2 separate regions of the Rattus norvegicus genome follow, and region 2 is linked to region 1. A link is a contact called in public Hi-C data. All regions are on one chromosome and are shown on one strand. Each heading gives the region's core, a stretch centred on a gene start, on an enhancer-like site or on the middle of the called end of the contact. The rest is flanking DNA. Distances are from core to core; before and after follow the strand shown. Region 1 holds the start of Inpp5d (inositol polyphosphate-5-phosphatase D). Region 2 overlaps Inpp5d (inositol polyphosphate-5-phosphatase D).

Evidence for each region. A called contact is a pair of places that touch in the nucleus more often than the background predicts.
Region 2: a Hi-C map of liver shows a contact between it and region 1, with 2.0 times the contacts expected there. The contact joins the enhancer-like site here to the promoter of Inpp5d in region 1. A contact is called at or near these places in 2 of 12 Hi-C or Micro-C datasets (frontal cortex and liver).

Annotation. Positions count from the first base shown.
Region 1 is chr9:95,733,831-95,737,487 of GRCr8, reverse strand. It overlaps Inpp5d (inositol polyphosphate-5-phosphatase D), which reads right to left and starts at 1,955. Exons shown (of 27, transcript NM_019311.2): 1 at 1,623-1,955. The coding sequence starts at 1,765. It overlaps LOC120094737 (a long non-coding RNA gene), which reads left to right and starts at 2,086. Exons shown (of 3, transcript XR_005489290.2): 1 at 2,086-2,422; 2 at 3,221-3,410.
Region 2 is chr9:95,767,466-95,770,867 of GRCr8, reverse strand. All of the region lies in intron 2 of Inpp5d (inositol polyphosphate-5-phosphatase D), which reads right to left. Among named protein-coding and RNA genes, the nearest start is that of Inpp5d, 34 kb to the right of the region's middle. Within about 2 kb of position 2,002, at least 17 of the 93 cell types and tissues checked have an H3K27ac peak or open chromatin away from gene starts, as enhancers often do. A contact at or near this core is called in liver, where this site is marked.

The DNA.
Region 1 (3,657 bases), core at 706-3,205:
TTAGCATAAGAGAACCCATGCGTGTGTCGTGTGTTTGTAACCAGTGCACACAACAGTCTCTCAGCCCATAGCCAACTCCCAACAAAATTGCCCTTGGCCCAAATCCCACTGGGGCAGAAAAATGTCACTGGGTTAGTGGAATCAGGCTGAGCTTGTGACACACTGAAAAGTACCTTCCTGCCCTCTTTCCTTTTAGGGCCCCTCACTGGTAGATTCCCCAAGGGAGAGGGCTTTGGGGTGGTCCAGGCCACCTGCAGTGCTTGTCCTGAAACACGCTGGTGGGTGTGCAGGAAGCTGGCTGCTAACTCCACCAGCCCAAGATGCTCAGCCAGCCGTGAACCTGTACTGGCTTCTAGGGCTTCTGCCCCCCACCCCCAACTCTGTAAACACCCTAGCTCGTCTGTTTCCACCCAAGTCCACTGGCATGCCCAGCTTGATGGTGGTAGGAGGTAGGCAGCACAAGCTGGTGGTCTCTGGGCGCAAACGACCTTATCCTCTGCATAACCTGTCTGAGCCTCATGGTCCTTATCTGCTGGTCTAGGTGTTCATAGAACCCACACTCCTGGCTCTCTTGAAGATGAAACCAGCCAGCAAATGCCTAGCACAGCAGGTCCCAACATGAGTCAGAGCGCAGAGCAGTCTGTGGTCAGTCACCCACTTCCCTCCTGCATGAAGATACGGGGGCCCTAGCTGCTCTGAAAGATCTTTCTCAGTCCAGGGACAATCTATCAGATGCTACCTGTGCTGTTCAAGTAGACACACCCTTCCTGACTGTGTTCCTGCCCTGCTCCAGCCTGAAGCCGGGACAGGGTCAGACCACAGGGCTAGAGGGGCGACAACCTTCCTCAGACTCTAGACGAATGGAGTGTTAAAAAGGAACCTTCAGCGAGTGGCTGTTTCCTCTGTTGTTAGGATAACCAGCACATTCAGCAACATCTTCACGCTGGGCTGTGGGGGGAACCCATGGAGGGAGAGACTCAGATAGGGACATAGCTGAGTGCAAGGGGAGGGACAGAGACCTACTCACAGAGCAGCTCTGTGGCTTCCTGTGTCCTTGCAGCCTAGAATAAAACGCCTGCATGAGGAGTCCTTTCCTGATTAAATGCACCCCAGATTCAGCTCCCCCAAATAGAATTAGCTCCAAGACCAGAGCAGGGTGGAGGAAGGGAATCCCTTTTGTCAGTGTTGCCTTTCACTGAGTCCCCCAACCGACGTTTGAGCTGACCAAGATGCTTTCCAATGCGCCCTCCACCAGAGAGGCCCGAGTTTTTTCCTGGCTCAAAGTGAGGATCACTGCTCCTGCTACTGGAGCTCAGGGAGGCCCCTGGCACCACAGGTCATGGAGGGCTATAGTGTGGTGGAGGCCCGGAGTCATTCAGAGAGTCCTAGCACCACACAAGCCTGTCATGACACAGGGTCCCTGAACTCCAACGCCAAGGTCCAAAGTGGGCCTCAGATGCCACCCCTACCTCCACCCTCCCGACAGGATAACAGAGTACCAGTCAGGTCCCACCATCCTGTGACATAAAACTAACTCAAACCCCCATTATAGGGGTTCCCTTTTGGATCCACCCCTCGAGGGTCCCTGGATCTGACAGTTGGGAGGAAATGAGGGTACTCACAGCACGCAGAGCGCGTAGGCCCGGGGGATGGACTCGCTGGCACGCACAAGGAAGCTCCCGTCCTTGCCAGCTCTGGAAAGTAGCTCCTCTGCCTTGGATCGGGTGATGTTGCCATGGTTCCACCCAGGGACCATGGCAGGCATGGGTCTCCTGGGCTGGGTCAGCAGCCACTCCCAGGACGGACACTCCAGCAAAGCAGTTAAGGGCCCTAGGCTGAGACCTGCCGCCTGTGGCCTCTCAGAAGCTGCCTCTGCTGCTACTACCAGCTTAACTGACTGACTTCCTGTTTCAGGCGCTCAGCGAGGGAGAGGAAACTGAGCTGCAGAGAACTTCCTCATTATAGAAACCAAGTTGGGGAAGGGGGGCAATCATCTACCTTCCCACCCAGCCCAACACTGGCTGCCTGCTCCACCCTCTCACTCATTGGCTCTCCATTTCCCCTGAATGGGACTCAACCTCCAGAAGCGTCCATTATCAACAGACGTTCCACATGAGGGAAGCAAAGGCTCTTTTAGTGTCAGGTTTCATGGCTGACTCTTCTCAAGTCTGGCCTAGCATTTATGAATAGGCCAAAGGAATGGCGTTCAGAAACCTTTGCTAATGTCCACAAGGGCGGTTACAGTTTTCCTCAGCAATACCCAGCATACTCGAGATGACGAGCTTCAACTGTCAACTTGGCACAACCTAGGATTGCCCAGGAAGAGTCTCCATGAGGGAATGTCTGCATGGGGTTGGCCTGTGAATACGTCTGTAGGGGCTTGTCTTAATGAAGTTAATTGCTGTCAGAAGACCAAGCTACTGTGAGCAACACTATTCCCCAGCTAAAACAGGCTGGTCTGTCCCCTCTGGACTTCTGCTGGGCACTTGGGGGGACAAGGTCATGGAGGGGCTTACATGTCCCTGTGGTACAAGCTGGGCTCTTTAATGACTTATGTTAGTGAGTTCTGCACTGCAGAAGCCCAAATGACCAGTCATGCTATCCCCTCTGGGGTTAGACATGGCCATATTTGCTCACCCCTTAAAGGTCACCATTTAGTACTGTCTGAGTTCTGCAGGCTCTAAGGTAGCCACTTTCCCTTTGACCCCAAGCTGGGTGACCTCATTTCTCAAACCAAGCCCACCAAGGGAATGTAAGGCAGAAGTGAGAACTGATCACTCCTTCATCTGAACCTTGTCACGTTAGATGTGATAACAGACCTAAGCCAGACACACACACACACACACACACACACACACACACACACACACACACACACACACACACGTACTGGAGAGAGCCTGGTCGAGCTTCTTTTCACTCTCAGCCTCAGTTTTCTTTTCTTTAGACTGCAGCCGTATGATTCTGAAAGGAGCTCTGGTCTGTGGAGGACCTGGGAGCTATGCTGATGTCATCCAAGTGGGAGCCTGGGATTTGCAGGGCACAGCCGATGGGAAATCTGAGAGTGGGTACAGTACCTCAGTCAGGTCCTGAGCCAGAGGGAGGGGACATGGTTGCAACAAGAGCTCACGTCCACATCTGGGCTCCGAGGAAGTTAACTCTAAAATGGGCCTGTTATGGAGACCTCTCATGTTCACAGTACCCCATGCACTCCTCTTAGGAAACCTCTATCCAACACATGACTGCATGCATCGTTGAACCCTTCTTTCTTCTTGGACACCTCTGCCAACTTCATCACTGCCCTTGTCCCAGAGCCTCCAGCTCCATCCCCATCACAATCTTAGTCTCTTTGTGCCTTGACCAACTCAACTCTACGTATCCGTCAGCATCCAGGACCATCCCCCCCATAGGTAAGTCCCCTTTGCATCTCTCTGTGTCACTCCTGTTGTGGTTACTCTTGACCGTCAGTTTTATTAGACTAAGAAGCACTCAGGAAATCAGTAAAGCACACCTCTGGGAGTGTCTGCTCCGAGGTAATCAGGTCACAAGGACTGTAACCTAGTGACAGATGGGTCCCTTAATGAATCCACTTCATTACCACTAGATTTACCTTTGTGGTGGTGGTGTTGTTGCTGTTGTTATTTTGAGAAAGCATCT
Region 2 (3,402 bases), core at 753-3,252, 33 kb before region 1:
CCCCACATAAACCTAACTTCCCTTAAGTTGCTTCTAATTGGAACCTTTTGTCGTTGGAGTGTGATGCTTAACGCTCTCAGGCTACACTACTCTCCTTGTCCCTGAATGAGGATTGTAAGATCTATCTGGCCAAGAGCAAAGTGAGCTGCTGCTGTAAGCCCAAGGCAGGAGTCATCTGATAGTAGCTGGCTTCCACTTTTCAGATGCATGAACTGAAGCCCGGAGACATAGGAAGTTTGATCACACAGTCCAGTCTGTAAAAGAGGTCAGTGGAAAAAACACCCTCCCCAAAGGTGATAAAAAGAAAAGAAAATAGAGAGTTATAACAACTATGAGTAAGGCTTTGAGGCCTGAAAAGACCTCAGGGTCAGGTGGAAGTGACTGAATTTGCCTGATCCCCACAGAGCTACAGGAGTGTGCTGGCCATTTTTATGTTAGTTTGGCACAAGATTAAAGTCATCTGAGAGGAGGGAACTTCAATTGAGAAAATGCCTCTCTTGAGGTTTGGTCTTTTGCTATGCATTGCAATGCTAAATACTTGTCCCCAAGGCCTGGTTGCCCTCAGGGACAAAAGCATCTGCAACTAGACCTAAGTAACCTTGCCCCTAAGTTATCCTTTATTGGAAAATAAAGATGACCACAGCCTAAACGTGGACAGAATTGAGATAAGGGGGGTTTGAGGGTTCTTGGGCTTGGGGTTGCAGGAGAATCATGAGGAGAAAGAGAAGATGTAGACTGGAGAAGACGCCAAGGGGTAGATGAGTTATGAAGACATGGCCACAAGGGCTGGTCAATTGGAGTTAAGAGCAGCCTGGATGGAAGATAGCAAGTAACCACTCGGGGTTATTGATAGGGAAGTAGATCCAAATAGTTTAGAGGGTAGCTATCTGCCCAGCTCTAATGCATTGAAAGCTTATTATAAATATAAAAGTTGTGGGTCTTTTATCTGGGAGACAAAATGATCAAAGGCAGGGTAGACACCCAGATTGAGATGAAATGTTTTCTACAACATGCCTCCATAAAATCAAGTTGTAAGCAATCCTGTAAGGCATTTTCTCAATTAGTGATTGATGGGGCGGGGGGGTGGTGGTGGTGGTGGAGAGCCCGTCCCATTGTGGGGTCATCCCTGGGCTGGTGGTCCTGAGTTCTATAAGAAAGCAGGCTGACCAAGCCATGAGGAGCAGGTCAGTAAGCAGCATCTCCATGGCCTGCATCGGCTCCTGCCTCCAGATTCCTGCCTTGTGTGAGTTCCAGTTGTGACTTCCTCCAATGATGAACTGTGATGTGGAGGTGTAAACCAAATAAACCCTTTCCTCCCCAACTTGCTTTTAGTAACGGCGTGTCATCACAGCAACCGAAACCCCAACCAGGAAAACGAGGCTCTGATCAAGACGTTCAAAGTCCGTCCAGAGCCAGCTCTTCCAATTTGAGCTCATACCACACTGTACAGGGTTATTACCCATGGTTCCCACTGACTTCAACCCCAAGCAGCCCTTCTGGTGGGCCCCTTATTGGGAATATTGACACCACAGACATTGGCAGATGATTGGGGCATTATTTTACTTATAGGAGAACAGCTGACAAATGTCTGTCACCTCATATGTCATAGGGAGTGACATCATCATCTCTCCAATTCCTACAGACTGGGCCTCCTGTATATACCTGCCTTTCCTTCTGCACGGCCCCATAGATTCAGAAGAAAGCACAGTGGTTACAGCAAGGTTAATGACTGCTGGGGCAATGCAGAGGGAAAGGAGTATTCATAAAGGACAAAGATTTTCCCACTAAAAGATGGCAAAGGCCCAAACCAAAACAGGAAGCTTCAAGCCTGCCTTGGTGGGTGGTGGGATTGTCTGAGGCTGAGGGATGCCGGAAAGGGACAAGAACAAAGTGTTCTCTGCTTGGCAAGTCGTCGGTGATAGCATGGGCCCTTCAGCTCCTCTGCACGGCACGCCCCAGACCTCTAGGGGCCAGAAGCTCAGTTAGGTAGACTGATAAACACCAGCCCTCAGAGGAACTGAAAGTTAACTCTGACACCTCCTGCTACCAGGAGGAACTGAGCAAGGCACAGTCCAACTTGGGGCCAGAGGCCAAGGCCAGCAAGCAGCTGCAGTTACACCTGCTGCCTTGACACCCAAACTTCATCCCAGGGAAGGAAGAGACCTTTAAGCAAGAGAACTGAACCTTGGGGGAGGGGAGGTCTAAGGGGAAGGGCAGATTGGGAAGTTGTGACTTTCACAACGGGTGAGAAGGCTTACTCTGCAGTTCATGGTTCAGTGGGTTTATGTGAGTCTTGGGTAAGGTTTCAGGTCAGTCTGCCAAAGCAGGGTCTATGAGAAAATGCAAAGTGTGTCTCGGTCTAGGGTGTGCACTGGGAACCAATTCAGTCAGTGAGATCTAGTTTTTTGTATTTTATTTGGAAGTAGAAGGCCCATGTATGTTTGCTTGCTTCTAGGATTAAGCTCTTTATTAAATCTTTACATTAATTATACAGAATAATAAGGTTGTGAGGTTTACACACACACACACATTTTATTCCCTTTACCACCTATTACCCTCTGTTGCCCCCTCACTTCTCTCTCTCTCTCTCTCTCTCTCTCTCTCTCTCTCTCTCTCTCTCTCTCTCTCTCTGTGTGTGTGTGTGTGTGTAGTTTGAGCTGATGAGAGACCTTACCCGTAGCCACACCACTGAAGAGACTGACTCTGCCTCCCACAGTATTGTTAACTACCCATCTTAGGGGGTGATGGGACCTCACAAGTCCCTCCCCCTTCCACAACAAGAAGATCTTTTTCTGTATCTAAGGCAGAACAGTCTCGGGGTGAGATGTTAGACAAGGAGGAAATGATGACATTGAAGGGGAGGAGAGCCCAGTCACCTCCAGCATATATCGTCACAGGGTCACAGAAGTTCAAGCTCATCAGAACCTCATTTTTTCCCCCAAAGACGCTAAGAAGTTCAAGCAATTATGTGGAAAAGTCTCTTAACTTTAAGAACTGTTTTCATTGGCCCATAATTAAAGAAAAACACCGGTCAGATAACCAACAGCTAAGCCTTGATTACCACTTGTGATATCGAGCTCACATATGTAGATTTGGGCAAAGCATCTTGTGAGATTCATTCATGAGTTGTTGAGGACCACACAGAAAAAGACCTGGCTCAGTGAGATCCCATTCAAGCCAGCATGGACTGGGGTCTCCATTCCATCAGCTGTTCAGATCTGAAGTGGGCTTACTGAGACAGGGTTACCAGCCAGCTAGGACTCATCTCCACCCTTCTAGGTGACAGAAGCACAAGGCAGACCCTGGGTGATCTGAAGTAGTATGCTAGATGTGACCGTGTGAATGAAGTTTATGAGAAAACCAAGGTGGCGTTCTGAGTGGAGGAAGGAAAACGAATGCACA